Linked DNA regions of Gasterosteus aculeatus: region 1 is linked to region 2. The links are chromatin contacts, called in public Hi-C maps. All regions are on one chromosome and are shown on one strand. The core of a region is the stretch at or near the end of the contact, and the rest is flanking DNA. Distances in the headings are between cores, read along the strand shown.

Region 1 (3,982 bases), core at 1,458-3,957, 88 kb after region 2:
TTGTCTCTTCATCAGATCTTACAATGTGTGTGTATTAAAATTCAATCAAAATCAAAATGCTCCGTAACATTTGCGTCTGCTCACATTTCTTGTCCTACACATCGCACACAGTTGAAGACCCAATAACTGAGGAGACAGGCATTCCCCTTGGCCTCTATGGGCTACGTGAAGACCCCATGTTTGTTTTCATGTTGTCCCCAACAACACCAGAACAATTTCTCCTGCAACCCTTCTACAGATCAGCCACTAGATGTCCCCGTCGGACCACAAACCCACCGTCATCGCCAGTGTCCATTCTGCATCTGGATGCTTTTAGCTCTACGTGAGGATGTGACTGCGCCTACAGCTCCGTGAACAGCGTGTGATCCGTCGCTCCGGGTTATGAAATGCCGCCGGCTGTGTTTCCGTGCTGATCCGAGGCCGCGGTGGGCCTGTAGGCCTGAACCCAGATCCATCACTGCTGGAGTTGGATGAAACTCACAGACATTTGAAAAAACGTCTGTGAAACGCTACGGGAGCTCCTGCCAAAGGGTCAGCAGCTGCAGCGAGGCCTCGGAACAACAACAAAAACAAAAAGCCAAGGACACAACACGGCTGGCTGTGAGTCTGCGTGTCCCCGTGAGTGTTTTTACTGTGACTAAGTGATGTGGCTGACGGGAAGCGGGTGCTCATTCCAGGTGTGTGGAGTCTCAGCCCCAGAAATCACTTGATCTGCAGCTCATTCGTTCCTGTTTTTCCTGGAAAGAAGTGTACATGTGCACACATTACGGGGGGGGGCCTTTCCCACGTACACTCATTGCCTCGGTGCCTTTGAGCCGGAGTCTCTCTCTATGTGAGATGGTCCCACTCAGCAGAGCGACTCCACTGCACGAGACCGGGAAGAGGCCCTGCAAACATGTTGTTAAGCATTCAGGTGCAGCATTACTGCTCCGTGTTATGCTGATCATGCATTTACCTTCATAAATACACAGTCCAGCTGTTCTAACGGACAAACTTGCAGGTATTGAACGCAGCAGAACACTCTTTTTTCTTTGACGGCAGTGATTCCTCCGGGCCTGTTTTCCAGTAGTTTTACACAGCCCCCGTGAGGGAAGGATAATCTTAGGCCTCCAACCGGCGTCCTGCTGCTTTTAGTTTACGGGCATTGAGCTGTTGGGCGTCGCTGCCTCTTGTTTTTATGAGGAGATTTCTTTTCCGTCACTGCGTGCATGTTTTCCTCCAAGGCAAAGTGATGCGTACATTTTGTTGGGTTGTTTATTCTGGAGTCATGTGATGTAAAAGTGGTGAGAGAAATAGGTGGATGGCCTTGTAAAGAGAGGCTTCAATCGTTATAATATCACAAGCAACCTCATTTTGAATTGTTTTTGTTGTTTTAGGACCACTTGGTATTTGTCTCTGACTACATTTAAATGTATATGCTTTATACCCCCCCCTATTAATATTATATATCATCAAAAGATAGAGTCAAATTACAGATTGTAAAATATGCTGTCAGTTCAGTAGTGTTTACATTTCAACCTAACGTATTTAGTAGTGGTAAAGTTGTACAATCATAATTCAGTTGGATTATAAAGGCCTTGTGTTGTTCTCAGACAGAAATTTGACTCTTTGTTCGAACCTCACACCCGCTCTGCTCGCTGTATTGTGTTGCTGTCCAGGCTGCCGAGTCACGACATACCTTGAAGATCATTTGCCGACTTTTGATAGCTCGCTGTTGTTCAACCAGATCTAAACGGACAAACTTGTTTCAGCGGAGCCGCTAATCGGCTTAGTGTCAGAAAGGACCAGATCTCAGACAAGGTTTCATGAGTTCATGTTACAGCAAATATCGGATCTTGTTACCAAAGTGGAAATTTACTGTACATTTAATCCACCCTGAGGTGCATGAACTTTGAGTGTTTCATCATATTTGAAGTTGAAGAAAATTAAGTTATAGTTACTTTTATTATATTAAATACAAAATAAATGATCAACTTATGATGCATATTTGCGCGTTCTACAGCTCACATGGAGAAGTTAAGATGAACTGAACCTCCAACAACTACACCATGAGCCATCAAATATCGTTTATATATCAGTAATAAAGATTCAATCACTGGGAGGTCATTCAGCTGCATAATGAGAATTTTTGGAAGCAAATATTGGGCTTTTTACACCACAGCATTTAATTGGGGGTTATAAAGCAGATACTGATGTTACATGATGTTACATGCAAAATGTATTATTGGGTTTACAGAACAGATTGTATGGCTGTAGATTAAACTACCTAAAAGTGAAAGAAGCATTTGAAATGAAAAGGTAAAACAGCTACCAAGAAATGTCAAATATTGCCTGCATAAATTAGCTCCTTGATGATCACCAAATAAAACAATATGTTTGGTACTTTTGCTGAGGGCTATTTGTACTTAAAGTAGTTTAAGTTTTTTTTTTACACAGGATTTATTCACACAAGATTCTAGTACTCAGTCTGAGTTGGCTCATCATCATCCAATACTCATCCGGTTAATATTTGAAATTTTACATTGAATAATTTTACAGTTGAACTTCTGAGGATAAATTGTTCTGATAACTTTAATCACTGTAATCCGCTTTGATTTCCCATAATTGATCACATCAGCCTTTTATCATCATCAGCCAAGCGAGATTTGAAAGGTTCTCGGCCTCGCGTATCTGCGCGTCACGCACTCGTCACGTGCTAGTTTCGGCCAATCAGAGGCGGCGCCGATGCGCAGCAGCGGCTGCAGTATAAATCAGCCGTGGAAGCGGAGGTGAAGCAGGAATGAAAGACAATAGAAACCTTCACAAAGAACACGGTTCCAGAGGCTCGTATAATCTTTTGATATTTTCCTTTACTTAACAGACAAGGTAAGAGCTTTCGGACTTTTCCACTTGTGCGGACTGGATTTGGTCTTAGAAGGAGAAATTGATTTCTTTATGAGTGCTGCTTCAACTTTCCTTTTGTTTCTACATGGTACGCCATCGCTTTGGTTGTTGACTTTACACTAATATTAACCACACGTAAAGTATCAATACTGTTTTATCATTTCTTTTGTGACTTATTGGTTGTTTTATAAGAAGTCAGCAGACCCGATGATTAGAAGACTTGTTGGCCAGCAAAAACTGAAGTTGAAACTTTTCTTTGTCCGGTTGTGCCCATTTTACGAATGTATGAAACGTATAGTGTATCCACACTGGGGGAGGCTCACAATCTGTCCTCTTCCCTCTGCAGGTTTTGGTCAGCACAATGGCCACCTCAACCAGTTCTAAACTGAACAAAGCTGTTAAGCAACAGTACATGGACCTCCCTCAGGGGGATAAGGTCCAAGCCATGTACATCTGGATCGACGGTTCTGGAGAGGGACTGCGTTGCAAGACCAGAACTTTGGATTCTGAACCCAAGACAATTGAGGGTAAGATCTGCCCCTCCAATATGATCCACACGTCCACGTGCGCTCCGTGCCCTGAAACCTGATGTTTTTTCAGACTTTGGAGTACACAATTGATTTCAGGTGTTGTTTTGTTGTTGTTATTTGGTCTGGGACAGAGCTTCCTGAGTGGAACTTTGATGGCTCCAGCACGTACCAGTCAGAGGGCTCCAACAGCGACATGTACTTGATCCCTGCCGCCATGTTCAGGGACCCGTTCAGAAAAGACCCCAACAAGCTGGTGCTCTGCGAGGTGCTCAAGTACAACCACAAGCCTGCAGGTAAAGCAGAGACGAGCACGTCGGGAAACCGTCGCAAATTGAGCCGTGTCGGATTCCAGCTAATCCCTGCCGTCGTTCCAACAGAGACCAATCTGCGGCACACGTGTAAGCAGATCATGAGCATGGTGGAGAATAACCACCCGTGGTTCGGCATGGAGCAGGAGTACACCATCCTGGGCACGGATGGACATCCCTTCGGCTGGCCCTCCAACGGCTTCCCTGGTCCACAAGGTGAATGTCGGGGTTCCCCGGCCAGCCTGATCTAACGATGTAAAA
Region 2 (3,558 bases), core at 84-2,583:
ATTAATTCTTCTTCACACCTTTCCTTGACCTCACGACAATACTTGATTTAAATAATACCACTAGGAGTCACTAAACAAGCGATAAAAAGGCCTTTTCTAACTAAAGCGTTGACTTAATAGCGGTCTAATCTTCAAATGCTGCACTCACTTTAGGCTTCCCCCAGTCATGTGTTAGATGAAAAGGATTTGCTTTGTGAAAACTACTCCAGTACTAGAAACTTATCAATGTATGTGCTCTTCAGAGACTCTTTGTCAGCACTCAAGAGGACAATTGAGCCCAGAACTGCTTCACTACATCTGTTCATGAGCAACTGAGAAGAAGTGGCAGCAGCAACAAGAGCACACACGGGGGGCCGTTCTATTCTGCTCAAAATCTACTGTTACTCTAAGTAACATTTGAAAGGATTGTGCCAATTAGTCAATCACATATATAAAGAATCAAGTAATGATGAAAACAGCTATTGGTGAGGCTGCGTATCAAACGTCAATACGTTTATACGTTTAGGCTTTATAAATATAAAGTCTGGATTCAAATGTGTTGTCAGTCAGCTCTAAATTCAACAACAATTAACTATTTAAATTCAGAAAAGGTTTATAGAATTTTAAGTTCTTTGTGTGGTTGTTGGTTGGTACTTTTCTATTTATTAACCCTGCAGCCTTTTTTTGGCCACTTGGTGGCAGCTGTGCGATGAGGTTGTTGTGTCGAACAGGTTTGCACACAGTTGTGCATCCACACATCTGGCAGACAAATGACATCATTTGAAAAGGGAATATTAGGCAACCATGAAACCAAAACAATGCTGTAATTTGTTTCATGGTTAATGCAAACATAATAATTAGAGCCGCTTTAAAGCGAGCCTTGTTTTGACTTCAAAGGCACAGATTAACTGAGCCTGACAGCAAACACACAGATGATCCAAGTAAAATCTTTACACCCAAGCTCAAAATACAAGGCAGCACAGGAACACGGCTTTTTTCAACTCTCCATATAAACCCTGTGAAAGCCCCACCCCAACACACACACACACGCACACACACCTTTTTAAGGCAGACAGATATCACATGCCGATGCCCACGAGTTGACCGACCCTCCATCTCCTGCACCTATCAGGTCATGTCTGCACGTGCCACATCTGAAGAGGGCTTTGCATAAGCTGCAGGGGAACCCTGTGAAATCTCTGTGCATGTATCCACCGGTGAGGAGATTTGTGCTAAAATCTCTGTCCCGCACTCCAAAGCCTGCTTGAGAATATGCAAATGTGCACAGCGTGAGCTCCAGCAGCCAGTAGATTAATCAGCGGCGCCGAGCATGGCGGTGCCTCTCAACCAGTGAAAGCTCTCCCCTTCCTCTCCCTTCCCCTCCGCGCCGCCACAATCATTTGCAAGAGAATAGATAGGGGGCTTTGTAAGGGAGCGCAAGCCTCATTTAAATGTTATGCCTCCGACTCAGACTTTTGAGTGACATTTATCCTCGGAGAAATGTATGCAAATCCAAAGCGCGCATCAAGAGGAACAAGCGATTACATTAAAAAAGGGAAATAGTTAGCGCTGTGGAGCACGCGGTGAACTCTTATTGGCCGGCGTCGCTGGGTATGCTGGTCCAAATGGCATCCATAGACGCAAACCAGGCCGCTGCGTGCGGGCGTGTGTGTAAGCAGCAGAACGGCAGGCGCGCCGCAATTACAGCATGTTTACAGCCCGATAGGCCTCCTACGTCGCCCGTTCGTATGGATATCAGGCCGAGCAGGGGAGGCGCGCGACGATTTGCAACCGTTTGTTAGGAAGAGCGAGGTTGTTTGCGCCTCTGACTGCGGCTTTGGCACGCAACGGCACGGGCGGCGGCGTACACGGGGAGGAGGAAAAAGCCCACCTGGCATCGAGGAAGCGGGAGCGCAGGATCATGACGGCCTCGCAGGTGCTCTGCTTGAGCTGCATCTGGATGGAGCTGAACTTGCGGTGGATGATGTTCACCATGCGCTCGATCTCCTTGGGCGAAATCGGCCGCGTGCGCGACTGCTCCCGCAGCAGGTTCATCACGTGGGTGGTGAACTCGTTACACGCCTGTGGAGAGGACACACACGCACAGGGAACGTGTCAATGGAAGTACGCCGTAAGACTTTGCATATCTTATTCACCGCTGCAGAAACACACACACAGGCAATGGCACACAGTATTTAAAAGTCGCAGATCTGGGGCGCGCTTTCTCACAGAGTAAAGGGGGAATGTAAGCGCTGATATATTTCATATTCAACAGAAGTGGAGATGGCAGTTTGTTGAGAGGAACCAATGACGGCAGTTCCCCTCTCACAGCACAGCCGCCCTGAGAGACGAATACAACGTTTTTCATTCACCCAGCGCGTGTGACACCAGGCGTGAATCTGCCACCATATTACACTGCGACTCGGCGTCTCGTAATGTCTCCTCTTCTTTATTTCCTCTCCCCCCGTCGCTCTCCCTCTCCGGGTTTAAGCCGTGTCAGGCTTTGTGTGTGTGCCTGTCTATCTGCGTGTTCATCTGTCTCACTCGCATGCATCCGAAAGCGACGCCATTGTTATAAATGCGCTGCTTATGAAGGAAAGCCTCCCCCCTCCCCCCTCCCCACTCCCCCTCCATCCTCCCCCCTCCCGACTCCCCCTCCATCCTCCGAGTCCAACAGACATTGAGGAGTATACTTGGAAAGGCACAACGTAGTGCACATGCTGGACCATCCTGGGCTGAGAAACATCACCTACTGAGAGGGGCACACTTAACATTCAAGCAGATCTTTTTGTTTGGGATTTATTTGGCGAAGGGGGTCTAACATTACGGAACAAGTAGGCTCCGTTCGGCTGTGGAGGCCCTCGACTTCATGGAGTCTAGAATGTTCAAGTCATGTTGCTGTTGTTCTGGCGGGTGCAACGCTTCAAAAATGGCGAGATGAAGTGGTATCAATGGTATCAGTATTATTTATCAGTATTATTCCTACTATATGTCCTCACCTGCTCGTACTTCTCCAGCTCTGTGTGGTAGATCTGTCTGATCTGGGTCAGCTTCGCCCTGTAGTCGGAGTGCTCCGTGGAGTTGTCCGCCCCGACCCCGCCCGAGGCCGCCGCCGCGGCCGCCGCCGCCGCCGAGCCGCCGCCTTTCTCCGGACCGGACACGCCCTCTGCCAGCAGCATGTTGTCCAGGCGCATGAGCTGGGGATCCGGCGGCTCCTCCTCCTGGGCGCCGCGGATGCTCAGCACTGCAGGGAGAGCAAAAGGTCCGAGGTCAGTCGGGAAAGGTCACACCTACGGGGCCGCGCCGCGCCGTAACAAGCTGTCAGCCGGAGAGCGTGTGGGTACGACGTTGTTATTCACCCGGCAATATTGACCGAATGGCTCATTCAATTAGAGCTGGCACGATTAATCAATGATTTCATCCAACCCTCCAACAATTAAAATGATTCCTCAAGCATTCCTGATGCCTTCCTCTCTTGTTCATCATTATTAGTCCAAAAAGCAAGACATTAGAAGATGTCACCTTGGACTTAATTAATGAATCGATTAATTCAAAACGTGAAATGAAAATAATCTCAAG

The links. Hi-C and Micro-C count contacts between places; a contact is called where the count stands out from the background.
Region 1: a contact with region 2 is called in a Hi-C map of skeletal muscle, with 3 times the contacts expected there. The contact joins the promoter of glulb here to the enhancer-like site in region 2. A contact is called at or near these places in 4 of 6 Hi-C or Micro-C datasets (skeletal muscle, tail fin and whole body).

The regions. Positions count from the first base shown.
Region 1 is chr8:4,855,821-4,859,802 of fGasAcu3.hap1.1, forward strand. It overlaps glulb (glutamate-ammonia ligase (glutamine synthase) b), which reads left to right and starts at 2,708. Exons shown (of 7, transcript XM_040183567.2): 1 at 2,708-2,865; 2 at 3,230-3,410; 3 at 3,545-3,706; 4 at 3,791-3,937. The coding sequence starts at 3,245.
Region 2 is chr8:4,768,803-4,772,360 of fGasAcu3.hap1.1, forward strand. LOC120823518 (pre-B-cell leukemia transcription factor 1) reads right to left here. Exons shown (of 8, transcript XM_040183566.2): 3 at 2,979-3,223; 4 at 1,871-2,061. Among protein-coding and RNA genes, the nearest start is that of med8, 21 kb to the left of the region's middle. Within about 2 kb of position 1,334, at least 2 of the 9 cell types and tissues checked have open chromatin away from gene starts, as enhancers often do.